Regions from separate parts of the Siniperca chuatsi genome. Here region 2 is linked to region 1. Evidence: chromatin contacts called from public Hi-C data. All regions are on one chromosome and are shown on one strand. The core of a region is the stretch at or near the end of the contact, and the rest is flanking DNA. Distances in the headings are between cores, read along the strand shown. Region 1 holds the start of fosl2 (fos-related antigen 2). Region 2 has its middle 8.0 kb from the start of LOC122861483.

The links. A called contact is a pair of places that touch in the nucleus more often than the background predicts.
Region 2: a Hi-C map of an unstated tissue shows a contact between it and region 1, with 4 times the contacts expected there. The contact joins the enhancer-like site here to the promoter of fosl2 in region 1. A contact is called at or near these places in 2 of 3 Hi-C or Micro-C datasets (skeletal muscle and an unstated tissue).

Annotation. Positions count from the first base shown.
Region 1 is chrLG15:6,516,284-6,520,365 of ASM2008510v1, reverse strand. It overlaps fosl2 (fos-related antigen 2), which reads left to right and starts at 1,604. Exons shown (of 4, transcript XM_044165928.1): 1 at 1,604-2,313. The coding sequence starts at 2,185.
Region 2 is chrLG15:6,676,842-6,681,430 of ASM2008510v1, reverse strand. No RefSeq gene overlaps it. Among protein-coding and RNA genes, the nearest start is that of LOC122861483, 8.0 kb to the left of the region's middle. Within about 2 kb of position 2,465, the one cell type or tissue checked has an H3K27ac peak away from gene starts, as active enhancers do.

The DNA of each region.
Region 1 (4,082 bases), core at 355-2,854:
GCGTCGCTTAGCAACACCGTTACCGTTTCAAAAGCGGTGTCGTTGGCAGATGATAAACATTAATCATGAATTAATAGCATTCAAATGAAGATGCATTAAACATCTGCGTGCTTTCTGTCGCCATTTCACGTAACCAAAAGCTCGGGTACGCAGCGGAGCTCTGAGTGGCTTTGGAGAAGCCTCTGCGCGCAGGGAGTTACAGATCACCGCACGGGTCAAAAGGCAATGCGGCGAAAATGACACCCAGTGACTTTGGAAAGGGTGACATATTGGAGGGCTTGAGTACCTACAGTAATTGACGTGTTCACGTTATGAGCAAGCACAAAAAACTCAGTCCCTCCGCGGTGAGTGGTCACCTCAGAAAACCCCCCTGCAGCTTCATTAGTTTCGCTCCACACAACTTCCCCGGCTGAACTCTGCAGCTGAAACTTTTTGATGGGAGCGACTCTTTCTGGCAGAGAGAGATGCGCGGGCAAACAGCTCTGAGAGAGAGAGCTCAGCATAACCAGTTCTGGTGATACAGATTAAAATAGGAACCATAGCAGATTGGATTATATTTAATACGCCGTTTCATATCGTGTAACGTGTCACATTCTGGGCGCTGTGCCCTTGTTTATGAGGTGCGTCCGAATTACAATTAGCCCACATTTCACTGAGATCCCTTTGAAGGCATCCACGCTGTACTGTTTTGTGTAGACCTAACCAGTGGGCCACATTCAATTGACCAACTGCATGGGATCGTGCTGGGTTTTGTGCCATCCCTTCGCGCTCCGTGCCACCTCTCCAAATTACGCACAATGCGTCGCCGCCAAATAACACAAAGACTCGATTGTGCAGAAACGCTGCATGTCCAATCGTGTTGGGTGGTCTTTATTAACAGGAACAGTGGCAGATGCGAGCCGGTGGATGGTAAGCTCGCGTGTCTTCAAGCAGCAGAAATGAAACGGGCATGGCACACGCGCGTGGCCTCGCTGCTGTCAATACATTTTAGGCATTCTGGGAGCACAGATGCGGGTGTCGAGTTCATTCTGGCACAGAAAACTTCCAAGAGATGCGTCTGATGCTCTAAACTCACTCCCAGTGTGTGCGCGCACGTGTGTGCCGCGCGACTTTAAACCAGCGCGCGCCCCTAAGCTCTTTATCTATACGTTGAACGCTTTGATATCTTCCTTTTCCTGCACTGACGAGTAACCGGACCGGGACCCGCGCGCCAGAGCTCCGAGTCCGGAGTGCAGTGCGCTAGGGGAGGGAATCCCTCCCGTGTCTGACGCTTCCTTTACCAAGGAAACCCACACGCGCTCTCTGACGCAACTGCCCATTTTAGGAAACATGCGTCAATGGACCAAAGCAAGTCAGACACACAGTGAACTCCACAGCCGGCACTGACGTCCGTATCAAAAAATAAATATCTCCAGACATGTTTTAGCTACTTTAACTGCCTCCCTGCTTTTCGATTATATCTCCAGTGTCCGCCGGGCGAACGATGCTCACAGCGGATACTTCTTTTTCACTGCCTTATCCAGAAACGACCCCTCCCTGGATGAAGTCGCAACGCCCAGGCGTGACGTAGGCTGTTTCGTTGGTGTTGAAAAGCCGTTGCAGTTTTTCATAGTGCCATTGAAGTGAGTCATCTCTAGGAAGTGTGGTGAAAAGGAAAAGAAAAAAAGTTAGAACTGTTCCGTGAACAGCAAAGAGCTCAGATAGAGTGCAAGGCGACGGAAAATATTCAGAACATTAGCCAGGCAATAGGCTTTAAAGCGAATGTTAACCTGCGTGAGTCACTGTAACTACAGGTTCACTTGTCTCAACTGGATTTGACTGCTGAAGGTGTGCTACTGACTTTAGGTTGAAGTTTGCGCACCTAGACGGATTTATGATAGCGTAGTTTAGGTCTACCTGCGGCTCCAGTATAATAAAGGCACATTAAGAAATAGTCTTTACAAGCAGGGCTAACACAACAAGACAATATTTATTGAAACTGGTAATATATGCGCGATGTTTTAGGTTAGTTTAGAGGAGCATAATTGCACTTTGTGTTTTCGCCAACTCTTCTCTGGATATCTGAAATTAACAACGTCTCGAGTCAGAGGATTTTTCTGTTGGTGCCTTTTCACTGCGAGGATTTAAAAAAAAAGTGTTTCAGTGCTTCAAACAGTCTGCTGAAATCTTCCTCTTTCCTGGATCATGTACCAGGACTACTCCGGGAACTACGACACCTCGTCCCGCGGCAGCAGCACCTCTCCGGCCCAGCCAGAGTCCTTCACAAGCGGCAGCAGCACGATCGGAAGTCCGATCTCTACCTCAAGCTACCAGGTAACACCAGGAAACTGCCGCGACATTATCTTTAAATAATACCCTAATGTCTGCCTTGGAGTCGATTTCAAGTGCACAACCTCTTAAAATTACAAGTTGTGTGTCCTGTAGATCTTTTTTTTTTAAAATTTTCTTTATCGTGGCACCGCGCCTCCGCCCGTCAATAGCTGTTGATAGGAATTCTTCAGGTCGCTTGGGAAAAAACCGGATGAACCCAATGGCACAGATTGCACCGATGACTCAACAGATGCAAGACTCGATCTATGCACAAGTATTTTGGACTCGTACCATTTGAATTCTGTCACACGCTGTCACACAATCGGATCGTGTACTTTTTGATCAAATATCAACCGTGAGCGCTGTCTGGTGCGCACGCTGCAAATGGCGAATACGTGGTGATTTTTGACCACATGAATAAAAAATAAACATGGATTCTTCAGTCGGTCCTCACGGTACAACACAACTTCTCAAACGTTACAGGTTACACCGACAGATGTGAGGTGATCTGTGCTGGTCGGTGCGGTAGACTCGGCTCGCGGTGAAATGGATTTGAGCCTGGGGTTTCCAGATGTCAGTTTCAGATCCACTATCTGTTTCTCGTCGCTCTCATCTTTCCCATCAGTGCGTAAATAATATGTTTGGAGTCTTTGCGCCTGTAGCACCCCACTGGAGACGCATTTTACGCGTATGCATTACAAGGACGATAAATCCTTTATAACACATGCATAACATACCCTGAGCTATTTGCACATTGCGCAATAAATTGCTGGCAATAAACGGGGCAGAGTTAAAATGGATAATGCAACAGGCACGTAGGCTGCTGCTTGATGCAGACGAGGCAAGGGTTAGGCGACGTGCCTGCTGCAAAATGTGATATTAGTTGCGTTAAAGTTGGTATTTGGGTCTTGTTTGACTGATCAGAAATGACACGGTCGCGGATCGGATTGTGGTCAGATTTTCTCAAGGCCAGTCTCGCGCTGCACCTGGCACATTTCCTCCAGCGGGAAGCGCGTACACACCGGGAGCGCAGCGTGATCAAAAGCCTGTACTTCCTCATGCCAAACCTGAAATCGCTGAGTTCTGAGAGACAGTTTAAAAATACCCATCCCTGCAATCAATCCCCTCGATTTCATCGAAGGCTAAGGTTTCATACGCACAGTGAGATGTGCCCTCCACACACTGTAGGCATGCCAGTGTGACGTTGTGACGCCGTGTCCAAATGTTCACAAATATATAAATCCGGGAAGAGGCTGTTGTTTACCCGTACCCAAGTCTTGCGTATTGTGCGCTTCTGTGGAAAAACCTCGTCAGGCTCACGCAACATTACGGTAAACGACTTTTGGCCCGTATCTATCATTGCTCTGGTTCCCTGTAATCACACACTGGCTGTTTCCCATTACAGCGGGCTGGAACATGGCCCATTTGTTATTGAGACATATCAAAACAAGGCTTTTTCCCTGTTTTTATTAGACCGGGAGTTTCATCACTTAAGTTCTCTACATTTTATGCAATGACTCTACTCAAAGTGTTTGTCCTCCATTGCACACACATTCTTCTTCTTTCATCCTTTTTTTTTTTTTTTTTTAATGGGAATTTTAACGCTCTTATGTTGAAGCCAAGCTCGCCAAAAATCTAATTCTGGCGAACTGTCAGGATTGTTACAGCTGGCTGCTTCCCCCTTTACTGGAACTGAACGCGTTTCACATGTGCTTAACAAATCCCATACACAATGACTCACCAGATAAACAAAGTTCCAATAGACTGCCGGG
Region 2 (4,589 bases), core at 1,216-3,715, 160 kb before region 1:
GTTCTGCCCGAAACCTCCAAGCACCACAAGTCCTCCCACAAAGCAGGAAGTCGGAACCGGTGTCTGGTGTCTACCGAAAGGACAGGATTCAAGCAGCATCGAGCAATTTCGTAACATAATGCTGCTCAGTGTCGAAGGGAAGATCTTTTTCACGATTGTGTACCAACGTCTAACTGAGTTCCTCTTGAAGAATGCATACATAGACACCTCAATACAGAAGGGGGGAGTCCCAGGAATAACTGGATGCCTAAAGCACACAGGAGTGGTGACCAACCTGATCCGAGAGGCAACGGAAAGCAGAGGAGACGTTGCAGCACTCTGGCTAGATCTAACCAACACCTATGGATCCATCACCACCACATTCCAGAGCTGATCCGAGACCTCAGTCTGGACTATTACAGCAACGTTGAGAGTCTCCTCGGGATCACTAACATCCGCCTGGCATCGGCTGGAAAAGGGCATAATCACTGGCTGCACAATCTTGGCTGAAAATGTGATGCGCATCAAGTTTCTCATCCAGTCAGTCTATGACGTTCTCCCAAGTCTGGCCAACCTGCATAGCTGGGTCATGGGAAACACTCCAGCATACCAACTGTGCCAGAAGAGGGGCACCTTGGAGCACATCCTCAGTTGCTGCCCAAAGGCACAGCGATTGGAAACAGCAAGAATCAGCACGCCCCCAAACAGTCCATCACCATCATCAGATGTGGGGAGAAGGCACAACATCAGCCTAGCTCCTCGGGAGGGCTTTATGCCACCGCACGGGACTGGCAGTTTCAAGTCGACCTAGGAAGCTCAAGATTCCAGAAACATCACAACCACTCCACTCTGCCCAGACATGGTGTTATAGTCTACAAAGCAAGAGGTCCTGCTGGAACTTACTGTCCCCTGCGAAGACTGGATTGAAGAAGCCAACAAGCGCTAAAGCAACACACCGTTAAGCTGTAGCCTACATCTCCTCCAGCACTGATGCGCAACAGAGTGCTGTGTGAGTGCATTCCTGCTGTTGCGAACCAATTTCATCCTGCAGGTATTTGGTCATATTAAAAATCTAAATTAAAATTTCTACCTGAGGATGTCGCTAGATTAAAAGTTCGGGAGGGGATCACCAGTGATTATCACCTGGGACCAGTGAATGTATATGTAACATTTTATGCCAATCCATCAAGTAAATATTGAGATATTTCCCTGCATAAGTGAAAACTTTGACCTGCTGGTGGCACTCGATGGAAAGTCAGGGGATTGCCAGTAGGCTTCTTTTGCTGGGCACCAACTTCCATAGCGATCCATTTGATAATTGTTGAGACATTTCACTAAAACACAAAAGTGTGAACCTAATGGTAACGCTAGTCAGGGGATCACCAAAATTAGTTGGATTCATCCTCTGGGAACCATAGATGGCTGTTCCAAATTTTATAGCAATCCATCTCATAGTTGCTGAGATATTTCAGTCTGGATCAAAGTGGTGGACTGACCGACCAACCAACAGACCAACATCTTTACTTACGCTTCGCAATATGTGTTTCTCTTTTATGTAGAGTTACTTTTAAAATTGGTGTGTTTTAAAGGAATATTTCAACATTTTGGGAAAAAATACTTATTCAATTAGAGAAGAGAAATACTTGTGCTCACTCCCCTTAAAACCTCAATTTTTCATTTGATATTTTTGAACTTTGGACTCAGCCAGGCTAGCTGCGCCCCTCCTTTTCCCAGTCTATGGGAGGGGTATGGACCTTCTCATCTAATTCTCTGCAAGAAACCAAATAAACATATTTTCCAAAATCTCAAGCTACTCCTTCGAACACATTTGTTTCTGTTTTGGGATAATGCAAACTTCTGATGTTTAAAAACAACAAAATATGATATGAATAATACATTAAAACACAGCATATGTTGTCATAGATGTATTACAGTAACAAGCAACACCATGTGTGTTGACCCAAAAGAGAATATGTCATAGATAATAATAAAAAAAAGGCAACACGTGCTTCTTCATTGTGAAATATCCCTTTATACTATACAGTGGGCTGCAGTAATGACAAAAATGCATGAAGGTGTCATATGAAGATATGAAGTAATGGTTTTAGACCCTGGATGACCGGAGAGTTTTGATGACTATAGAGGAAAAATAGTAGAAATGATCTAAGTTGCTGGTTAAACAGCTGATACAGCTGACACTGTTGTTAAAAATAGCTTATTTGACCGCAAGTTGGTCTTGTGCCCTGAACCATGTTATCTTTAACTCATGACAACACTGAGGAACAAAAAATAAATTTTTCCAGTTTTTTATACAGCAAAGTATTAAAAAAATTAGTAAAGCAATACAATTTTAATCTACAATCCTTTATGTTTTAACTCAAGAAGTGAATGTTTACCTACAGTGACACCTTGCTAGAAATCTCTCTCCAGGGGTGGGAAATTAAATATACATGTGCAACCTTTTCCATAAGATGTTAGCCACACAATGCTGGCCTTTAAAAGCACATTTTCCTCTGCAGCATGTTTCTATTTGAGTTTTATTCCAGTCATGGTCATTCTTGCGTAACAAAGTGTGGTGAAACTCTGAATGGAGCATCTCTCTCTGGAAATACAACCTTGATTTATGTCCTGCTGTCAGTTTCAGTTTAAGTCAAATTAGCGTGCAATGACTATGTCAACACAGTTGATCTGTGTGTGTGTGTGTGTGTGTGTGTGTGTGTGTGTGTGTGTATCCACCACCAGGTCATGATGACCTGAAAGAGTGCAATAGATTTTTGATTGCTGGTTGTTTTATCAAAAAGTAGGGTCTATAACTGTAGGGTACAGTGTCTATTGGAAAAAAAAAAGATTTTCTGTATGATAAATTCAATAAAAAACACATTAGAAAGAAGACTTTGTACTGTGGATTTGCGATGGGCAAAAGTTTGGAAAATCACAAAAAATATATAAAGACAATTAAAATTGCAAAAATTGTAAATTTTTACACTTCTACTGCGTGACATTTCAGAGGGAAATATTTTTCCTTTTACTCCACCACATTTATAAGTCAGCTGTAGTTGTAGTGAGTGTACAGATTAAGATTTTACATGATACATGATCAGTTTATAAAATATAATGGCTTGCTATAGATTAAACTACCAAACAGTATATAAAGTTCTAAAAATGAGCTCCCTCTTGATCAGCTACAATATTAAAATGCTGCTGACATGTTAGTGCATAAATAACAATATTCCAATAATATAATAAATAATAATACACTGACACTGACAGGAGCCATTCTGTTGCATAATAAATAATTATACTTTTTATACTTTTAGGTACATTTTGCTGTTAATACTTCTGGGAGAAGGATATGAAGAATGTGTATAGAAGATTCCTAAATAAGTTCATAATTGATGATTTTCTATATAAACAGGTGCGTCTCCAACGGCACAGTATATAGCTGCCAGGCTTCTCACCTGAACTAAGAGTTGTGACCACATCGACCCTGTTTCAGTCTTCTTATACTGGCGCCCAGTGTGTTTATGTATGGATTGATTTTAAGATGTTATTGATTACCTTTAAGCTCTTTGTGGCCCTGCTTCTTACTATATTTCTGACCTTTAGTCCCACAGGAGCCTGTACATATAGCTTGAGATCCTCGGGCAACGGTCTTTTGTTTCAGAGTCCCAGCTTACAACTAGAGGGGACAGAGCCTTAGCAGTTAGGAAATAAAGCTAGCTGAATCAGTATCAACTATTACATTTTTACTTGATTTTACTTGAAATGTCTCTTTATTTCTTTTCTCTTAAATTACAGGAATTTATCTCACCTATTTGATTGCGGCCCAGTTAATGTCTTTTGTCACCTCTCTATTTGATTTTAGGGATTTTTATTTGCTCCCTTGTGTAAAGCACTTTGTAACCTGGGTTTTGAAGAGTGCTCTGAAAATAAAGACTATTATTATTATTATAACAATAATTTTTCACCTTTTCAGTTCAACAGTTATTCATTATTAAACTGTAGAGAACAACAGAGGGCAGCAGAGTGCGTTGGTGCAACCAGTGAGTTCCTCAGAGACGTCCTCACCAGACAACTGTATCTCTGTAACCCTGGAAAGAAAGCTGATTTAATGAGAGCAGTAGGGAACACAGCATGCTGCAGCGGCCCTCGTCACTGGCTTGGTATGGAAGCACTGCACTTAGACAAAGGATGAAGCCTGACCGGCCGTGGCCAAGATTAACGCAGGCAGGGGGCCTCGGGGTGCTACTTCCTCTCTTCCCTCTCTTGGCAGTGGCATAATTGCTGAGGTTGCCTAGCGACCGGAAGCATGGAAACAGAAGGTGTCACTTGTTACCTCAGAGCTGGATTTAGCCAAATTGTAAAATAGCCACCGACGGATCATGAGGGGGGGATCGAGTTACTAAAGATAAGCAGGATAAGGCAGGAGGAGAGGGAGGAATCAGAAAATAGACAGAGGCCACTAAGGGCCATTGATTCATGACTATATATTGCTTTACTGGACACATTTAAATGAGCATAAAAAAATACAACTGTTGATTGGACAATAATCTGATTAAGAAAGCACCTATGTAAAACAATATGATTTTATAGCAAAAACTAACAATGTG